2 separate regions of the Mus musculus genome follow, and region 1 is linked to region 2. The links are chromatin contacts, called in public Hi-C maps. All regions are on one chromosome and are shown on one strand. The core of a region is the stretch at or near the end of the contact, and the rest is flanking DNA. Distances in the headings are between cores, read along the strand shown.

Region 1 (6,467 bases), core at 2,969-5,468, 330 kb after region 2:
GGTTCAGTCCATTATCATCCAGGTAGGAGCATGGCAGTATCCAGGCAGGCATGGCGCAGGCAGAGCTGAGAGTTCTACATCTTCATCCAAAGGCTGCTAGTGGAAGACTGACTTCCAGGCAACTGAGGTGAGAGTCTTAAGCCCACACCCACAGTGACACACCTATTTCAACCAGGTAACACCTATTCCAACAAGGCCACACCTCCAGATGGTGCCATTCCCTGGTCCAAGAATATACAAACCATCACATTCCACTCCCTGGACCTCATAGACTTGATCAAAAACATGAGTCTATAGGGTCCATATTTAAACATAGCATAATGCAAATGTATTTAGTCCAACTTTCAAAGTCCTCATAGTCTATAGCAGTCTCAACAATGTTAAAAGTTCAAAGTTCAAGGGCTCTTCTGAGATTCATCCAACTAATTAACTGTAATCTCCAAAGCAAGGCAGGAAACCAGCTGGGCAAACTCCAAACTCTGCATCTCCATGGCTGATGTCAAAGCAGTCTTCAGATCTCCATTCCTTTTTCATCTTTGTTGACTGCAACAAACTGCTTTCTCCTGGGTTAGTTCCACACCCTGTTAGCAGCTTTCCTCAGCATGTATCCCATGGCTCTGGCATCTTTAACATCTTTGAGTCTCCAAGGCAATTTCAATGTTACAGCTTCTTGTTTCAGTGTCTGGGATTCCACTTGATCTTTTGGATTCCTCCTAAGGGCTGGCATCACTTCTCCAACTCTGCCCTCTGTAGCACTCTAAACTCAGGTTGATCACTCCATTACAGCTGCTGTTCTTGTGATCATTCCATGGTACTGACATCTCCAATACACTGGGGTGTTCCACTCCAACTAGGCTTCACCAATAGCCTCTCATAGGCTCTCTCCATGGTGCCAAGCATCAAATCCTTTGCCTGACCCCTTCAGTCCTGGGTCATCAACTACAGCTGAGGCTATACCTTCTCCAATGGCCTTCCATGACCTCTCACAGTGCCAAGCCTCAGCTGTTTTTCATGACACCTTCATGCCTTCAAAACCAGTATCACCTGGGTGACTCTTACACATTACCAAGTCCAGCTGCAGTACGAGGTACAACCTTGGCTATTGTCTAGAACACAACTTCTTTGTGCTCCCAGAAAACATGTCCCAGAAGATTTCACCTCAGTGATGCTGGTCTCTTCATAATCACTGCTAATTTCTTAGCTCCAGCTAACCAGCATCAACTGACCCAGTAGTTCCTTCCATTCTTAACTCTAGAGCCAGAGCCACAGGACTGAAGCTGACGAGTTCTGCTGCTTGCAGGAATTAGAACATGACCCGCTTGTACTATTACATTGTCACTGGCTTTCTGTTTTCCAAATCCTTCACTGCCTAAGCTTGGCTATCCTGGGTCTTGCTCTGTAGATTGGCCTTGAACGAAGAGATCAGCAAGCCTGTCTCATGGGATTAAAGGTGTGTACCACCAAGCCTGGATCTAAATTTAGCTGGGTAGGGTCTTGCCTCAAGGTCCCACTCCCTTAATCTGTTATCTCCTAGAACACAGGATTTTGCCCCATTTCACTTCCTGGTATGCCTTTAATACTCGAACCATATATTTTATATTTTTCCTTTCTAAGCTTGCTATGCTTGTTCAAACTTCTCTTCATAAGACTTAACCAGAAAACAAAATCTCTGCTGAGCTTTTTTGAAACTTTCTTTGTCGATGCAATTAATCTGAGTCTCTTCACCTTAGCCTCAGGCAGACTTTCCAGACAAGGGCAAAAAGTAGCCACATTCTTCACCAAAATACCACAAAAACAGTCTTTATGCCACATTCTGAAATTATTCTCCTTTGAAATCTCTTGGGCCAGGTCAACACAGTTCAAATCACTCCCAGCAACAAAGTCTTCCATATTCCTACTAGGATGACCCATTAAGCCGCATTTAAAGTATTCCACTGAGTTCCAAATCCAAAGTCCAAAAGTCCACATTCTTTCAAATAAAAGCATGGTCAGGCCTATCAAAGCAATACCCCGGTCCCTGGTACTAGTTTCTGTCTTAGTTAGGGTTTTACTGCTGTGAACAGACACCATGACCAAGGCAAGTCTTATAAAAAAAAAAAAAAAACCAAAACACATTTACTTGGAGCTGGCTTACAGGTTCAGAGGTTCAGTCCATTATCATCAAGGTGGGAGCATGTCAGTATCCAGGCAGGCATGGCGCAGGCAGAGCTGAGAGTTCTACATCTTCATCCAAAGGCTGAAGTGTGTGCATAGCTTAACCCAAGTGGAGTCCTAAGTTGCTAAACTATTCCCTATGCTTGCCTGACTTCATTGGTTTTACAGGTGTGCACCACCATACCTAGTTTATGAAGTCCTAGGAATCTAATTCCAGGCTTTATGCACACTAGTGAGCAGCTCTAGCAACTGAGCTACATTTCCAGTTTGATCGACATTAGCCATCACACCACTGAGTTTATTTATAGTTTATTTAGCATAGATTAACCTTAGATATGAATCACTCAGTGTTTGATGAATATTCCATTCCCTCCATAGCCCTGACGTCAAGACCCCAATGGCTAACGAAGCTAACCCTTGCCCATGTGACATTGGTCACAAACTAGAGTATGGTGGCATGGGCCACGAAGTTCAGGTTGAGCACATCAAGGCATATGTCACCCGGTCCCCCGTGGATGCAGGCAAAGCCGTGATTGTCGTCCAGGATATATTTGGCTGGCAGCTGCCCAACACCAGGTATATGGCTGACATGATTGCCAGAAATGGATACACGTAAGTTCTGCTCTTTGCTTAAATGCATGTCGATTTCTGTGGTCCATTTGGTCTGCTTCAGAAAGGCAAATCCAAAACCCAGCACAGCTTGAGTTACATTATCGTTTACATTATCTATTTTGTTATCTCGCTGATCCTTGGTGGGATGTGGGAACTGTCCTTTGAAATTTAACTCTAACCTTGTACAGCCAACTCTTCCCAACAGAATCCCAGGACATCAGGTCCCCAGGGTACCCAGCCCTACAGAGAGTGGGACAATTCCCTGGGGAAGCCTCCAAATATACCTATCATAGCCAACATGGACAGGGACCCTCCCCTTCTAGTGGCCCTGGGAGGGATGGATATTACCGTCCCCATATTGCAGATTGGGAAGTCAAAGCATGAAGACAGAGGTTCTCAGTTGCTCTGGGTGAGCCATAAGCAGCTGCTTGAATGGGGCAATGCCTGTTGTCGTAGGAGAGTCCTTACGTACTACAGCGAGGATATATAACACAGGCAGGAAGATAACTCCACCTTCCGGGGCTCTTGCTTGTTCATGGTTCTCATTTACTTACCCTCAAGCCATCTGAGGCTGGACAGTCCACACTTCTGTTGGTCTGGTCAGGAATGTGAGCCCTGGGGCGGGAGAGATAGCTCAGTGGTTACAAGTACTTGACGGCTTGGCAGAAAACTCAGGTTTGGTTCAGACAACACACATGGCAGCTCACAGCTATCTGTAACTAGGTACAGGGGGTCTGACACCATCTTCTGGCCTCTGCAGGAACCAGGTATGTACGTAGTACACACTCTGTATGCAGACAAACACTCATAAAAATAGATACTTTTTTGTTTAAAAGTGTGAGAGATAAAAGTGGTCAGTTACTTGTCAAGTTTTCTCTACAGTACAAGGTACTGAGACCTCAACCTGGCCTGTCAGGCTCGGGCCTTGGTGCTCTGCCTCCCTGTGCAGCAGAGGGACTTGTCTTGAGAGGACAGAGGCAGGACTTCACACTGGAGTTCATTCATGTTGTTCTTCTAAAAGCCAAGTCAGGATGGATGGAGCTAGGGCCACAGTCTCCCAAAGTAACGAGCTACCCGTGGCTGTGTTTTAAGGAACCCTCTGCTGCACTGCCAAGGCTCAGTTTGTTTGAGAGTAAGTAAAGTTACTAGGATTAGTGATGTCCATGATTTCCAGACTGAGTTGCCCATTGCTGGGTGAGCTATCATTTGATCTTTTATATGATGTGTGTGTGTGTGTGTGTGTGTGTGTGTGTGTGTATACAATGACATATATATGTGCGTATGATTGAAGGTTCGTGTTCACCGTTGTGAGCATTTAGAGGTCAGAGGACAACCTCAGGCATTAGCCTTTACTTGTTTACTCTTCCCGTAGCCTGTTCTAGAACCTGCTATGGACCTTACTCTTGGGGCAGGAAACTGTTTGCCAGCTTGTGCAGACAATGGACCGTATTACTCGATCACAGTGATGAGTGTGCCCTCAGGGGTGCCCTTTGGCCAAAGCCAGTGTTTAAGACCAAGAAAGTCCTGGACTGGCTGAGAAGACCAACTAAGTTCATCGAGGCAGGACCTTTGACAGGACACACCCTTTGCCCATAGGTCTAGTTTTCCCTCCTTCTTCACTGGAATCACTCTTAAGAAGTGTCCCTGCTGATGGTCCTCTCACTTGCTAGAGCAGGGTCACACCAGAACTGCTGGAAGCTATGTACTTGCAGTTGTGGAATCTGAGGCAATGTGGCCTGCAGCAGATGACCTCTGTCGCAACAAAGGATGGCCTTCGTGGCCAAGGCTTTCCCTTCCCTCTGCCTAGAATTGGCAACTCAACATGGTATCTAATAAACCAGGACACTGAGTCCAGGTGACTCAAAGGTTGATTCACGCCCATATTTTACAGAACTATTGTCCCAGACTTCTTTGTGGGTCAAGAGCCATGGGACCCAGCTGGTGACTGGTCCACCTTCCCCGCGTGGTTGAAATCAAGAAATGCCAGAAAAGTCAATCGGTAAGTTTCCAAGAGGCTTGGTTTTGTACTGGATGTAGCCCAGGGAGGGAACAGACAAGCTGAGCTCCTGCCTTCCCTCTCTCCCTCTCCCTCCCCCACCATGACTTCACTTGGCTCTAGATGAAGTCCTTCCAACAGCATGATGGGAAAGAGTTTTGGTCCAGCACACTATAGGATGGAGGCTGATACATGCTCTTTGCCACACTGCCCCAGCAAGCACAGCTGCTCATTTCCTTAGAAGTGATGAATTCAAAGTCCTGTGTCCACCTAAGTCCTTGGTTGCAAGTGATAGAACACCTATCCCAAGTGGATCAGCAGTTAAAAGAGATATTGATTTATAGAACCAAAGAAAGTAGTTTGGGATCAAGTGGGAAGTGGCCCAGCTCTCATCTGTCCATCACAGCTCTGCCCCACTTCCTGTATGCTGGCTTCATCCTCAGGAAAGTCCCCACCTCAGCGGCAGCCCATTGGTCCATAGCCTCTCTCCCAGCAACCTGGAGAGCATCATCCCCCACCCCGTTGGCTCTGTAGTCCATCCTGAAAACTCATTCTGATGAGGAGATTGCTCTTCTCTGATTGGTTAGCTATAAGCTTCTCTGATTGGTCAGCTACAAGCTGCAGAGATTTAGTTTACCCCAAATTCTACATTCTACCATGAACTTGTTGCTATTGTTGTTGTTTTTTATAGTAACAGAACAAAGACAGATTCAAAATCAAGACACTTTCCAAAGACATTGGTGGAAACATTAATTGGGCGGTTGCAGCAGAGTAATCTCAGCTATGAGACCCAGATGTGATCTGATAGCATTCTTAGATCTTTGATTGGTGGAGTACACAATTTTGTTGAGTTGATACATTCCAAAGGTTTTTTTTTTTCTCTTTTAATCTACTTATCAGGGTGATAGGTTTGACTTTATCTGCTAATTACAGGAGTTCGAGCCAACACACAGGGGCAAAGAATGGCTCACTAATGGGCTAAAGGTAGCTCAAGATAAACTGTGATCGGGCTCCAGACCTGCAACATCCCAGACTCCTTATAGCCACTGAGTTTTAAGCAGTCAGTGAGCCTTGATGTCACAGCTCCTTTCTAGGAAATTCTGGCTCTCACCACCAGAGAAATCACAAACATCAAGTACTATTCACTGAGACATTCCAGTTACCAGCGACCCTGAGGGTCCGCCCGGGCAGCTCTGTCTGCAATGCCTTTCTCTTTCTGTTCTAGGGAGGTTGATGCTGTCTTGAGGTATCTGAGACAACAGTGTCATGCTCAGAAGATTGGCATTGTGGGCTTCTGCTGGGGGGGTGTTGTGGTGCACCAAGTGATGACGGCATACCCGGACATCAGGGCGGGGGTGTCTGTCTATGGTAAGTGCCCAGCACATTTTACTCAGGGAAAGCAGGGGAAGGTTGAGTGACAGGCTTCTCCCACATGCTGCAATACAAAACCCGATGGCGTGTGGTAAACCAGCTTAGCATGGTTTTCAGAATCTAAAAATAGAGCTGGGGAGATGGCTCTGTCAGTATAGCTCTTGTCTTGCAAGTGTGAGATGCTGAATTTGGTCCCCAGAATTCATGCTAAGAGAGAAAGGGACAGGTGATATTCTGGGCTTTACTGGTCACTTTGCCTAGCCTACTTGATAAGTTCTAGATCCTGTCTCAAAAATCTAGGTGGAAAGGCTCCCTTAGGAACATGTCCAAGGTT
Region 2 (7,493 bases), core at 775-3,274:
AGATGGGAGGTAGAGACGGGAGACCCACCCAAGAGCTCGTGCACTAGCTACCCAGGAGTATCCCAGAGCAGCCCACACAACAGATAGCTTGCCTCAGTAATGTGGAAAGAGAACCATTTCCCAAAGGTTGTCCTCTGACCTCCACATGCGCACTGCAGCACATACGCACGGCCTGCCTCCTTGAGAAACAGAGTTCTGGAAGCCCTGGTGGTTCCTGGTTGAAGAGATGGGAGCTGCAGTGGAAACTGAGGCAGGGAGCTGAGAGCTCCCTGTACCTTCTCCCGTCCTGCGTGCTTGAGGGGCGTGCTCTGTCCCTCAGTTCAGGAAAAGGCTCTCGGGTCTCCAGTGCTCCTCACAGGCATGGCACGAGTGCTAAGGGCTTCTCTCCAGAAGGCAGAAGGCTCCTCCCGCGCCTGCACCCAGGCTTGTCTGTCGAGAGGCCATGGCACATGCCCTGGGATGCTAGCTGCTGCTAAAGCCAGCAGAGCTTTCTTGCGCTCGTCCATTATGAATTATTGAATTGCATGCATATTTATAGCAACTTCCTAGTAGTTTAATAATTTATTCATCCCATATGGCTCCTTCAGTCTATTGCTTTTAATTGTTAGGGGAGTCTTTTTAGAGCTTAGTCGACCAGGTTACTCTCTCAAAATGACACTTCCAGAATTCTAAAATTGAATCCCACACACTCGTCCTAGTTCACAGTACCTGCTGCACAGCACGCAGGAGGGCTCCATACCTAGGAGTCTGAGCTGTGCTCCCTGCCCACAGGCAGGGCTGCTCCGAGTCTAGAGAGAGCCGGGTTCTTCTCTGAGCCCTGGAGATCAGCACAAACATTCAGTATCCTACACTCGGATTTTGTGTAAGATGAGACAGATGAGACCCTAAAGAAAAATGCACTGTATGTAAGAAGACCCTTCCATGCCTCAATAAGCAAGCTTCCTGAGGGGGGCGGGGGGTGCTGTCTTCTCAGGGTGGTCCAACACCCACAAGTGAGCCATTCCTCACAGACCTTGGACCTCCCTCCAGCCCTTACTGCTCAATGACTGTGGAAATGGCTGTCTTCTGTCTCCACACAGTAACTGGGCCCAGTAGTTGGAAGCTGTCCCAGATAAGAAGGGAGTCTTTGGTGTTAGAGATTTTAGCTGTGGAGACAGCACACCAGATTTTCTGTTGAAGACAAGGCTGGCAGCCTCACAGCTCTGTCTTGAGAACAGGCCTTTGAGGTAGTGATCTTCTTTGCATTGAGTTGAGTTTCTAGTCATGAGTGACATCAATCTCTTTACATGAGAACCTTCTGTGCCACAGAGTCTGATGCTGGTCACCTGGACTTTCAGAACTATCCCAGACTTTTAGGAACATACAGCAGGAGTCCTCTGAAGAGACCCAGCCATTGCTGGCCAGTGCCACGAGTCAGCGTGGGGCAGGGGCACAGGGCAAGTTCCTGATAAGTTTAACTCAGTCTCTTGAACAGATACACAACAGGCCCTTCTCTTCCTTTCTGCCCCCACCTAATGTCCCTATCATGGCCCCTCCCCTATTCTCCAGTTCTCTGAAGAAATGCTCCTTAGCCTGAGCTCGCTGTGAGAGGCACGAGATTACACAGAAGCTGGAGAGAGAACCCGTTCCCTTGGGCTCTAGAGTGAGTAGCAGCCCATGGCCCATGGATGCAGCTCAGCTGGATTGCTGGGTAACGACCCACACATCTCCAGTCACTCTTTCGAAGGCCTTTGAGGCTGACAGCGCCCAAGCAGCTGCATACAATTCCCGGACGGGAACAGGGGCTAGTCACCTCTGGTTCCTTGCACAACTATCTGCATACAGTTCTCAGAAGTGAACGGGGGTTAGCCACCTCTGGTTCCTTAACTACCTCCGTGCCACTAAAAACTTTTGTAAGCTTAACGTCACTCTCTGATGATGCTCCTAGCATCTGGGGAACATCTGTGTGTACCAAGCAGTGTGCTGGACGCTGAGTTCACAAACTCCCCCTAGTCCTTGACCTCCAGAGGGAGCCAGGGTCTAGAAGCCTTCATCGTGTTTGGTTAAGTGGGAGGCTCTTACGGAAACACAGCTGGCAGTGCAGCAGCTCTGCCCTCGGAGAGTCGGGGAAAGTACAGAAAGGTAGCATGTGTGGTCGCCTTTGAAGCCGGTATTTACCAGCTGGCTCGACTATCAAGGTCAGAGTGAGGAGAGGGTGTGTGAGCATTGGTTCCACGGGAAGATGGAAGTCTTACGAGCGGGAGTAGAGGTGAGGAGCATTCTAGACTCGTGTCTCATCTTCGAGTGGCCTGCATGTGCTTAGTGTGGTGGGCCCGAATGAAAGAGGTCACTGCTGGTCTCTACACCAGGACAGACCCCAAAACCCAGACTGTGCTGCGGAGGCATGGCCACCCTGCAGAAGACACAAGGCCCCCTTGAATAGTGCCTTCTCCCTCTGCTGGTCAGCAGAGAGACAGCAGGGGTTGGGAGTGCTTTCATTTGTCCAGTTGTTTTAGGATAAAGCGTGGGAGAAGATACAGTACCGTCCGCCATTGCGGTCATTTCTGAAAACAACAGCGCCAAAATCGTTTGTACTGGGATAGTTTCTGATAACCAGCCCCGTTACTGAGCCTTAAAAAGATGCTGGAGTTTCCTTGCTGTTCCAGTTGATCCCTTACTAAGGCAAGTGTGTGCCAAGGATGCACCAAACGAGTCCTGACCGGACGGAAGCCTTGCTTCCCCTGCATTCCTGCGTGTGAGAGAACCGTGCTTGAGGTTGACCCTCCCACTCCATCTTCAGCAGCTGTCATCAAACAAGCAGCAGAGTGCAGGTGTTTTCATCTGGGAGCATTGCTCATATTCCCCGTTTTAAAAGAGAACCAAGTCACAGAAGTCAGGCTTGGGCTGGTGAGGTGGCTCAGCAGGTGGCTCAGCACTTGCCACCAGGCCCGATGACCTGAGTTTCATCTCAGGGACAAAACAAGTGAACAGAGAACCAGCTCCTGCAAATGTTCCTTATACATGTGCCACGGCATGCACATGTTTACACACATGTACATACACAGCACACACACACACACACACACACACACACACACACACACACGCGCGCACGCACAAAATAAATAAATGTTTGTAAGAATTAAGAAAACCTGTTTCAGGTGGCAGCTGCATGTTCGTTCATCTCACCATGCTGTTTCTCAAACTGGCGTCTCCTCTCCCTATGGTCCTTCTTTCTGGATTTCAGATTCACTTCTGGGAGATGCATTCAGTGCCAGCAGAGCTTCACACCCCTGCTACTACAGAGCAGGGGACACATGGTGCAGGTTTTTCAGGGCAGTTCCAGTGTCAAACATTCTCCTTGACTGTCCACACAAGACTTGAGGCAGTAGGTGTGTTTGGGGGATTACAAAATGCAAAACTATAGGGTTAGCTTCCTAGTAGAGTGAGACCTACACACACCACACACACACACCACACACACACACACACACACACACACACACACACACACGGCCAAGAGACGAGGCCTGAGTTAGTTTGCACAGTGGCTAAGTTTGCCCCGAGTCCACATATCCCTTAGGTCCTGGTTTGTACTTCATTAAGTCAGCACTGCATTTCTGCTGCTTCCTGTTTTCCACAGCACCCAAGACCGTGGTGGGCACTAGGGTTTGCTCAGTGACTGTGGATGCCTTGGGGGAGCACAGGTCCCCACAGGCTGGCTGCTGTGCTCTATACTCCAGGACCACTCTGGGGCCCCACGTGCAAGGTGCAGCTCCCAGCCAGGAGCTGCTCTTCCACTGAGCCTGCCTTCTCCCCAGCCCTGGCAATTCCCTGCCTCCTGCTCAAGCCGAGCCCCAACCTAGGTTGTATTGTTCGTCGTTCAGTCTTGCTGTGCTTGTTGGCATTGGTGACAGTGATGGCAACTCGGAAACTTCTGTAAAGCAGCAGCACTGATCTTATACTTTCTTCACTCGGTGTGAATAGGGCTAAGGTGGGAGTGGGCGGGGGAGAGAGAAAGAGAGAATATGAATGGATATTTTTCCCAGCCATAGTGGAAGAGGGAATATGAATTCTCCCCTAGCTACTTAAAGAGTATGTTTTCGTTTAACCTGAATGTCTCCTGGGTGCGTGTTCTACCCAGCTGAGGGGTCAGTCCAGGGTTTCTCCTCCTTGCCCTGTGTATGCTGTGGCCATCTCCCTAATTATGTCTGTCCTGCAGAGGAACTGCCCAGGTCGCTGTGGGTTCAGTCCTTTCTGTAAAGCACCAGAAAGGCCACACTGCTCCTGCAGCCCTGCTCCCCTATGCTAGGGCAATGGCTCTCTGTTTCCTCGACTGCTCCTGTCCTCTGGAATCGGCCTCACCTTCATATCCCTGACTAGCAGGTGTCTCCCTGAGTCACACTTCACACGTGGAGATGACTTGATTTTCCCAGGTCACTCTGAGCTCCAGAGAGGATGCTTGGCTCCTTGTTTCATAAGGGAAACTGGGGCCCAAACACTAGTGCCGTTGTGCCTTGCCTGATGGCCTTGGTCTCTTTCAGCCTTTGAGAATGTCTCTCGGTTCATCTTCTGCCTTCTCACTTTACAACAGTAAAGCCTGGCTACATCATTGGAGAGATGAACTGCCCCATGGAAAGCACGGGGAAGGAGACACCCCAACTGCCCCATGGAAAGCACGGGGAAGGAGACACCCAGGGCTCAGAGCGGCTGGCATGGGGAGAGGAGGGCTCCGGATGACTCAGAGTATAACCAACTCCTTCTCTTCCTCCTTCTTTCAACACCTGAAACCCCTATTTGCCAAGCTCACAGAGATGCTGTGCTTCCTCTGTAGCCCGAGAATAGTTTGGTGGGGGTGGGGTGAGGGGACAGGCATCTCACCCATGGGACAGGTCATCTCCCCAACAGGCTCTGTCTCGTGGAAATTCTGTCCATTCTTAAGGACGTACTCAGCTTTTGCATGGTTGCCACAGAGACTGACCACACTGAAACTGGACGGTCTTGTTTCTAGAAAATTATAATGTCCTTCCGTCTCAGCCTCCGGCAGACCTCACGCATTGCTTCCCTGGCCTCTTGATGACCTTAGAGGGGCCCTTTGGGAATAGTCTTTGCCTTTCCCTCATCTGTGAGCAGGGTCCCTGGTAGAGGTCACTGTCTTCCTGCTAGGACAGAGGAGAGAGATGACATCCTCCATCTCTCCAGATACTGAGCAGGAAGCACTCCAGAGGTAGCACAAACACTTCCTAGATTATGATCGTAGAAGCCAGCTTTAAGGCCCTGCATATTGATAAACCCAAAATGAGCCAAGATCAATGAGCATCATGTCCGGTCCGCATCAGGGAAGAGGGTGGCAGCTCTGCCCGAGGCGCCAAGTGCACGTAGAAGCAGACCGAGGGGCTTTGATTCCAGTCTGTACCCAGCCTGCCCTGCTTACTCCATGCCTGGCCACCACACAGCCTGCTGTAGACGTGATAATAGCAGGTCACCTTGTGAGATGAAAACTGCCCTCTTTTGTTTTTTAAAGGGAGCAAAATTGGTGATGTGTTGGGGTTTTGTTTTGTTTGTTTTGTTTTTGTTTTTGTTTATTACTTTGTTCTTTTCTACTAACTCTGGAAAAGGCCCAAGAGCGTGGTGTGATCTAAAGAGGCTCCTAAGTTCCATCTCCACACAGGCAGCCGTTGAGTTTGCATATCTCCAAACCAGGATGGCATCTGATCTGTCACCTTAGAAGCGGGAGGTGATTGATGCTCTCAGCTCTCCAAATCCCTCTCCACCATTTGTGATGAAGGGGATACAGATATATAATCCTGTGGAACCAGCAATGAAGAGGTCAGAAAGACCTCATACTGGGTGTGAACTCTGTGTGCCAGACCTTGATCCAGCTGTGTTAAACTCTTGGCCGTGGTTTGATTCTTCCTAGATGCATAGCTTCCTTGGCAGAAGGAGCCCCGAGGAGGCAAAACGGTCATTGTTTTCCACTCATTGCTGGGTTCTGACTCCTGAAGACCTTTGATCTGGAGATGGAAGCAGCTGCAGATGGGGGAGGCTGCCTGGGTCTGACCATCTTGTCCTTTCTGGTGGAGACTCTATTAGGACTTGTCAGGTCCTTCTACTTTTAGGAGCCATGGTTCAGTTCAATCCGAAGCTACATACTTTGTCCTTTGAACTGTGGACACCCCCGCCCCCCAGAAACCATCTGCTGTAAAGCGTGACCCTTGAGCCTGAATTTTATTTCCAGATATAACGATTAATACTCGTGTTTTCAGCGCCTGCCTAATCACCATTGACTGTTCCCTGGTACTTCCTTATAATTGAAATTCAAAAGAATGCGCCTAAAAACATCCGTGCTTTCAGAATCAAAGATGGGATAGCTTTAAGTGTGTTACTTAGTGAAATCAGGTAACTTGTAAAGCTTTTAATGCACGGATGGTTTTACCCACAGGCTGTTGATCACACAGATTATTCTCAGGCCGCTCGGGTAACACCACGCAGGCGGTTCCGACCCAGTGCTAGGAGGCTCTCCAGACCTCACTGCAGACAGGTCCAACTCCCGACTCAGCGAGTACAGGGGCTGCCTCCCGCCAACCAAAACCCTTCACCACAGGGCTCTGGGGCTCAAAAGGAGGGCCCCTGCCCTACGGCTTATTTTTAAACGTGTTCCTACCTTTGGTGTTGGTCCACAATCTTCCTAAAAGTTGTCTTCCCTGGAACACCAACAGAGGAAGGCATCTTGTCCTGTTAGGAGTAGTGCGGGTAACAGGCAGATGGGCCTTCCCATTCAGAGCTCAGAGGAGCCTTTCTCCTCCTGATTCCTGCCAGTCCTTGGGTACCAGTGATGCTTAGGGTGAAGAGTGAGGACCCGTGGACATCCTGACACTCCTCAGATGAGCGCAGAGAAGCCCAGAAATTCTCTAGTCAAGAAAAAAATGAAGGAGGAAGATGGAAAAGGAAGGAACGAGGGACAAACTCCTCTTTTTACAGATTGACTTTTCTTATGCGTGTGGGTGTGTGCACACAAATGCAGTCCCACCCCACTCCCCACCCCACCCCCACCCCCACCCAGAGACCAGAGGCATTGAGTCCTCTGAATCTGGGACTACGGATGGCTGTGAGCCACCCAGTGTAGGTGCTGAGAACCAAACTTTTCATTCTCTTAACCATTGAGCCATCCCTCCAGCCCCCAGGAGAAATTCTTGCGTCACAGTTCAGGAAACAAAATTAATTCCATTGTTGCCACCACATGTGAGGTTGTGAACAGGCGTGTGCTACATATGGCCATAGGTTTGTTCATTTAAAAGACTTGCAGCTATTGCACGAGATGGATCTCGTTCCCGTTATACAGACGGATAATAAGGCCAAGAGGTTCCCCATCTGAACCCAGAACCTCTGTCTTCATAACCCATGCCCCCTGGTGCCCAGTCACACACTGCGTTCTGTGCTTCTGAGTGGTTAAAGACTGTAGGAAAAGCAGCGCTGGGCTCACATGCCCAGGGGTCTCTCCTCTGTGGTGAAGG

What was found. Hi-C and Micro-C count contacts between places; a contact is called where the count stands out from the background.
Region 1: a Hi-C map of liver shows a contact between it and region 2, with 2.4 times the contacts expected there. The contact joins two enhancer-like sites. A contact is called at or near these places in 3 of 39 promoter capture datasets (the C10 cell line, neutrophils and pre-B cells), 1 of 484 Hi-C or Micro-C datasets (liver) and 1 of 115 datasets of contacts at active chromatin or transcription factors (bone marrow-derived macrophages).

The regions. Positions count from the first base shown.
Region 1 is chr15:31,579,308-31,585,774 of GRCm38.p6, forward strand. Cmbl (carboxymethylenebutenolidase-like (Pseudomonas)) reads left to right here. Exons shown (of 6, transcript NM_181588.4): 2 at 2,533-2,766; 3 at 4,658-4,765; 4 at 5,988-6,130. The coding sequence starts at 2,552. Among named protein-coding and RNA genes, the nearest start is that of Cmbl, 14 kb to the left of the region's middle. Within about 2 kb of position 4,219, at least 21 of the 459 cell types and tissues checked have an H3K27ac peak or open chromatin away from gene starts, as enhancers often do. A contact at or near this core is called in liver, where this site is marked.
Region 2 is chr15:31,256,442-31,263,934 of GRCm38.p6, forward strand. The region is part of intron 2 of Dap (death-associated protein); the gene reads left to right. It overlaps Gm41285 (a long non-coding RNA gene), which reads right to left and starts at 7,011. Exons shown (of 2, transcript XR_875099.2): 1 at 6,644-7,011; 2 at 1-3,968. Within about 2 kb of position 2,025, at least 27 of the 459 cell types and tissues checked have an H3K27ac peak or open chromatin away from gene starts, as enhancers often do. A contact at or near this core is called in liver, where this site is marked.